Linked DNA regions of Mus musculus: region 1 is linked to region 2. A link is a contact called in public Hi-C data. All regions are on one chromosome and are shown on one strand. Each heading gives the region's core, a stretch centred on a gene start, on an enhancer-like site or on the middle of the called end of the contact. The rest is flanking DNA. Distances are from core to core; before and after follow the strand shown.

Region 1 (3,082 bases), core at 28-2,527, 290 kb after region 2:
ACCCCTGGGACTGAGCCCTGCCATCCACCAACAGAGGGGGGGTGTAGGGTACACTTCTGCACCAGCCGAGAAGGACTCAGGACGCTTCGTGACCCTGTGGTGAGGCTCTGCATCAGAAACACAGTATGCGGAGTCCTTGGGCTACGGTTTTCTGTAGTCCAGGAATGAAGCTGCTGCCCAGAGAAGGGACTCCCAACCCCAGCGGGAGAGCTGGGCAGCCATCTGATCCACTGCAGCTGTGGGGAGGGTGGATTCAGTGCAGGGCAGGACCATGGCAGAGAGGCTGCCAGTGGGAGGGGCTTTCCCAGACAGCCTTCTGTATGGCTGATGCCAAGGCTAGGGTCAGATGATGACAGATTTCCTGCTGAGCCCTCTGAAATGTTTGGAACTCGGCAATGACAGTCCAGAAGTTTCTGTTTCCCTGGAAGGCTCTGAAAGGAGAGTTCTAGATAAAGACTCCCGGTTTTGTTTTTGTCCTCTTACCCTGCCTGAACTATCCTGGCACCTCCACTGGGGTGGAACAATGGCTCTGAGACACTTGGCCACTTCCTGTCTCGCATCAGCATTTATTTAAGAAGCCCACTTCTTGGGTTTCGCAGAGGCACACTCTTCTCCGAGACCCACTGAAAAGCCATCTCTAGCTTTCAGTTCAACGCAAAGCATCGCTTCATTCTACAGACGAGGAAACTGAGGCCTGGAGAAGGTCAACTCAGCCTCCCCGTCCTTGCCACACCCTTCAGCTTCCAAGAATGCCTCAAGAGGGAGTGTTAGGTGACAGGAAACAGAAACACAGAAACGCTAGCTTTGAGGCACTAAAGCTGGGCCTGCCTCCCCCTCTCCTGCTTGCTTTGGCTAGAGTTGTCCCTTCCCCTCGGGACTTCAGTTGCCTTATCTTGTAAACGCAGATAATTATAGCAACCGCTCTCCAGGGTTGACGTGTAAATGAGAAGAGCTGGTCATCTGTCGCGAGCTCGGTGCACTGTAAGCTGAAGACACTGAGCAAAATGAACAGCCCTGTTTAGTCATGGTGACAACTCGAATGTGCAATACCCCCACCCAGAGACCCATGCATTGTACACTCCAGCTTGTGGGAGGTTGGGAAACCTTCGGGGCATTATACACATAGGTCACTGTTTGGTAGTGCTTCCGATCCACCAAGATACAAACAAGCCACTGTCCTAGCTTTTCATCCAGGTATGTCCAACCCTTCCTCTGTGGTGGAGCAAAGGTCGCTGTGGTGACCAGCTGACCCCTTATCCCTGTAGTCATAGCAATGACATCAGCAGACACACTCAGAGACAACCAGGTGTGTGGCAAGGATCCTGGACCCGCCGCTCTTCACTCTGAGAGAGGTGGAGAGGTCACGAGGACTCATTCGCTCCCCTCTGCCTCCCTTGAGGTCACAGAAGGAAGGGAAACTGAAAGCAGAACTCTATGATGCGATTCTCGTGAAGCCATCCCTCAGAGATGTGGGACTTTTGGGTGACACAGCTTTCTGAGTCGCCCACGCCTGTGAGTTTCCCTGCACAATGCTTCCATCAGGAAGTCTGAACCAAGCTGGACTCTGGGTGAGACTTTCTTTTTTTCATTTTGGGGTGTGTGTGTGTGTGCTCAAGAATGCATGCACATACTTCTTTTGTTTTTCAAGACAGGGTTTCTCTGTGTAGCCCTGGCTGTTTTGGAACTCTGTAGACTAGGTTGGCCTTGAAACTCTCAGAGATCCACTTGTCTCTGCCTCCTGAGTGTTGAGATTAAAGGCATGCGCCACCTTGTCTAGCTGCGTCTCTTTTTTCAATGCCTCATCAGTGGCCTGCCTTGTCCTAAGAAAAGCAACACAGCGGCTACACCGGGACCTCCTGCCGCCTCTGGTTGAGCCACTGTGGCAGCCACGTCTTCACCACAGTGACAGATAAGCCCTTGTCAATGTCTCTCCCTGAGTCCGTTCTGCCACCCGTTTTGTCATAGTAAAGGATACAGTCACAGGTCTTGACAGCGAGTCCCTCGTGTGACCTGTAGCACCCAGATATTGCATAGCCCCGTTTTCCATCAGCACCTGGCCCTGTGTCCTCACTGGCTTCCGGGAGAATGCGTCAGTGATGGTGGTTCCTCAAATGTCCTATCATTTGTCAGAAGTGAGTCCGTAGCATTATCAGACATACCAACTCAGCCTGTACATCCATAAGGGGCACCCAGAGCCCCAGAGAGAGATAAGGGCTTGCCCAAGCTCACCAGCAAGGGCTGACGGGAACAGGTCCCAAGCTCTACCCACATGGACACATAGCTCCTCCACCTTCTTCCTGAAAGGAGACTGGCCCAGGTGAATGTTTAAAGGCTACATCCAGGATGGGAGATTCATGCCTGAGTCAGTCAGTCCCCTAGGAAGGCCCAATGTTCTGAGTCCTCAGTCCACAGAACTGTGAATTTCACAGAGGCAGAGAGGCCATGGATCAGTGGACTTTGCCTAGTTGTATGATAAAATACCAGTGTTTGCCAAGGGTCTGTCTTTATGAGCCTGGGTTCAGCTCTCAGGATTGCACTTGACAGGTACAGGTTGTAGTGGTTTGCATGAAAATGACCCCCAGGTAGGCTCCAGTGTTTGAATTCTTGATGCTTAACTGGTGGAACTGATTGGGAAGGATTAGGAGGTGTGTCCTTGGTAGAGGATGTGTCCACCAGGAGTGGGCTTGGAGGTTTCAAAAGATGCATGCCATTCCCAGTATCTTGCTCTGTGTCATACTTTGCAGGACCACGATGTGAGCTCTCAGTTGTTCCTGCCCTTGTGTTTTGTGTTTTTGTTTTGCTCTGTCAGCGAGGACTCTAACCCTCCGAAGCTGAAGCCCATTTAACCACTTCCCTTTATAAGTTGCCTCGGTCATGCACGTTTTATCACAGTAATGGAAAAGTAACCAAGACACAGGGTGAGTGGCCTGGCAACTTCCAGCTACAGCCATCAGCATGGGGGAAGTCTGGGCGGGCTGGAACTCGAAGAGTCTGCTGACATCCCATCCCTTCCAGAGCAGAGGGCAGGGAACTAGTGCTGGATCGCTGGTGCTCAGTTGCCTCTCTCCGCAGGCAGGACCCA
Region 2 (3,038 bases), core at 13-2,512:
GACACAGAGCAGGGTCACACAGAACCACCCCCTCCTCCCCGCCCTCCCCAGTTAGTAGGAGACAGTGTGGCCCAGTGCGGGGATCATGCCAGTGTGTGCTTCCTCTAGGAGGGGAAATGGAAAACTTGCAGTAAAGACTGTTGGACAGTAGGGGGCGCCAGCCGAATGACCAGCGGTCGGTTCCAGGAAGGTGGAAGTAGTTGGTCTGGAGTTGGCTTATGATGGTTGGTGGCTGCAGGAAGTCTGACTTCCGAACAGGCTTTAATGCGGACTCTTACCCAAAACTCATCTCAGTTCACTGTGTTGACCACTGTTCTTCAGCTTGGAGAACTGAGGATTGACGGTTTTTTACATTTTAATCAGCTAGTTTGTTACAAAAGTAAACTGCTTTTGCCTTGAATGTTTGTTTTGCTTGGTACACAGTGTTAAGACAAATTCTGAGGTATGGATTTGACTCCACAGCAAAGGATCCTAAGATTCATTAGTAATGTCTGTCAGGGTGAAGCCATGGAGGGCACAGCAGGCGTGTCCGGTATCTGCCACCTCTCTTTAAAGCAGTTTCATTACTGGACAGAATTGTCTATCGATGCAGAGATGCTGGGTTGATTTGGGTACGGTCTCCCTGCAAGACCATGTCAGAACAAGGAGCCTACTTGTTGATTCGTCATGGCTGTGAGCATGAAGAAGTTGCCTCTCTAGACCCTGCAAACCTGTGTTCACATTTACAGCCAGCATAGCTCACAATGAAAGAAGGACATTCAGTATAGAACCACCCAGGGTTGTTCTGTGATACTGGACAGGCTGGTGGGTATTGAGGGCAGGCTGGATCACCCCAGAACCTGGCATAGGGGCAGAGCAGCAGGCTTGGGCAGAGCTCAGGCGTGACCAAGGCTTCTGAGCTGAAGAACACTGGTGGCGTCCATGGTGTTGCACACTTGACAAGGTCCTGTTGGCTGCAGGTCTGCTCGTGGAAGAGAGTACGCTACCTGTGAGGGCACCTGGAAGGATCTGAACCAGAAGTCCCAGGTCAGGCCTTTTTGTGGGGAGCTGGGGGACAAGTGTGGCAACAGCAAAGAGCCAAGCCTCCATGAGGCCAGAGTTAGGGAGCAGGGTCAGCTAGCTCTTGTGGGCAGAGTCCCCAACAAAGGGCTCACATGTTCTGCTCTGACTAAAAATAACTGGTGCTTATTGCAGATGATCTAGGAGATGCAATGAAAGATAAAAGCTAAAGCTGCAAACAGCCCACAGACACCTCATTATACAGACAGTGTCTCTCAGCATGAGTCACATCTCAAGTCAGACACAAAGTGACATTGTGCTACAGTGTTGGCCATGAAACTCGGGGCTTTACCCATGCTAGGCAGGCCCCTATTTCCACACACGGTCTCATTGATTTGCCCAGACTGGCCTTGGATTTGCTCTGCAGCCCTTGACTTTCCAATCCCCCTGCCTCAGCTTCCTAAGTAGCTGGAACAACAGTCCTGAATCCCTGGTTAGCCTTATAGTTTTGAATTTTCCTTCCTCCAGTGGCGTTCAAGAAATGGCAGGTGACCGCTTCATGACAGGTGCTTGCTAGCATTTGTTAAAATGCAGATCTTGCCTCTACCTCCACTGACTGAGCCTCAGGACCACCCCCCCCCCCCGCCCCCACCTGAGCTGGGCCAGAGATCAGAGGGGTTTGGACAGGGAGGAGACAAAAGAATGCTCTCTGAGTTTGTCACCAACTTGGGGTTGCTGACAAAAGGGGCCACAGTTCTCTTTGTCTCCCACTTGGTAGAGGAGCTCTGGACCAGTAGGCAACGAGTAGCGCCTCTTCCTCCCTCTCCTCCTCCTCCCTCTCTTCCTTCCCTCTTCCTTCTCCTCTTCCTCTGCCTCTTCCTCTTTGTCCTCCCCCTCCTTCTATTCCTCCTCCTCCTCTTCTTCCTTCCTTCCTGGTGAGGCGTCTCTGGTGAGTTCCTGGAAAGGGCACACTCAGGCTGCATGACAGCTGTCCTCAGGCCTCTTGGGGACCTGAGAGGATGGAGGCCCCTGAGCTGCTGTCCACACCATGTTGGGCATTCACTCAGCCCACACTGGTTTTCTCTACAAACCTTTCTTGGCAACACAGAGACCAAATATGGTTTAGAAGAAATGGCAGGTCCAAGAAGGTGAAGAGTTGGGTTGGAGAGAATCAGGACTCCCCGCTGGACCCCCATCTTCATGCTTTATGAACTTCCAAAGAGGCCTTACAGCAGCCATTGTAGTAGAGAGCTGGTGGGGTGGGTGGGGCGGGGTGTGGGGTGGGGCAGGGCAGTGCTCACAGCAGCCATAGTCACAGCTGGTGAAATGGGGTAGGGTGGGGTGGGGCTCTATAGCATTTCAAAAAGAGGAGTAGGAGCTGCTTAAGTGACTCAGCAACTAGGGATGCTTGCTGCCGTCCCAGAGGACAAGTCTGATTCCCAGCACCCATGCCCGGTGGCTCACAACGCTAACTCCAGGATCTTATGCCATCCTCTGGACTCTACGTGCCCACACACAGAATTTAAAAAATTGTTTAGAAAGAGGAACAGTGGAATTCTGGGAAACCACTGACTAGCTATGAGGAGTCTTAGAGCATTCCAGATCAGACCAAAGCAACTGGAAAGGCAACAGTTTCCCTTTGGATAGGTCAGCAGGCTGTGTAGCCAGAACAGGTGGGTCAAATTAGCTAAACCTCCCCAGCCTTCTGCCCAGCGCCTCTCCCTCCTTCCCAAACCAGAAAGCCTTAGTGAGCTCGTTTGTTCCAGTCCCTCCAGCTACCTCTCCTTCCTCTCCTCTCTGGGCCCCATGGCTCCTGCTCCTTCCTGGAGTTGTTCTCTTGCTGGTGGCTGAGCTGGGGGTCCTCACTCCTCCAGCCCCAGCTGAGACCCCAGGGAGCAGGCACACTGTGAGTGATTCTGTCAGCCCATGTCCTATCGGCCTGTGCTCTAAGGGGTGGGTGAGGACTCGGGACAGCTGACCTGGAGGAGAAGGGTGGTCATATGGAAGGCATGACACTGGGCAGGTTTTGTTCTGAAGGG

The links. Hi-C and Micro-C count contacts between places; a contact is called where the count stands out from the background.
Region 1: a contact with region 2 is called in a Hi-C map of embryonic stem cells, with 3 times the contacts expected there. The contact joins two enhancer-like sites. A contact is called at or near these places in 8 of 39 promoter capture datasets (the C10 cell line, the HPC-7 cell line, cranial neural crest and 5 more), 4 of 15 datasets of contacts at CTCF or cohesin (embryonic stem cells, large pre-B cells, pro-B cells and 1 more), 52 of 484 Hi-C or Micro-C datasets (B cells, the Ba/F3 cell line, the C2C12 cell line and 27 more), 13 of 115 datasets of contacts at active chromatin or transcription factors (CD8 T cells, the HPC-7 cell line, bone marrow-derived dendritic cells and 6 more) and 2 of 9 other capture datasets (embryonic stem cells and liver).

What each region holds. Positions count from the first base shown.
Region 1 is chr4:135,312,569-135,315,650 of GRCm38.p6, forward strand. No RefSeq gene overlaps it. Among named protein-coding and RNA genes, the nearest start is that of Gm12984, 8.0 kb to the left of the region's middle. Within about 2 kb of position 1,278, at least 282 of the 459 cell types and tissues checked have an H3K27ac peak or open chromatin away from gene starts, as enhancers often do. A contact at or near this core is called in the Ba/F3 cell line, the C2C12 cell line, CD8 T cells and 6 more, where this site is marked.
Region 2 is chr4:135,018,094-135,021,131 of GRCm38.p6, forward strand. No RefSeq gene overlaps it. Among named protein-coding and RNA genes, the nearest start is that of Gm42327, 32 kb to the right of the region's middle. Within about 2 kb of position 1,263, at least 47 of the 459 cell types and tissues checked have an H3K27ac peak or open chromatin away from gene starts, as enhancers often do. A contact at or near this core is called in the Ba/F3 cell line, the C2C12 cell line, CD8 T cells and 6 more, where this site is marked.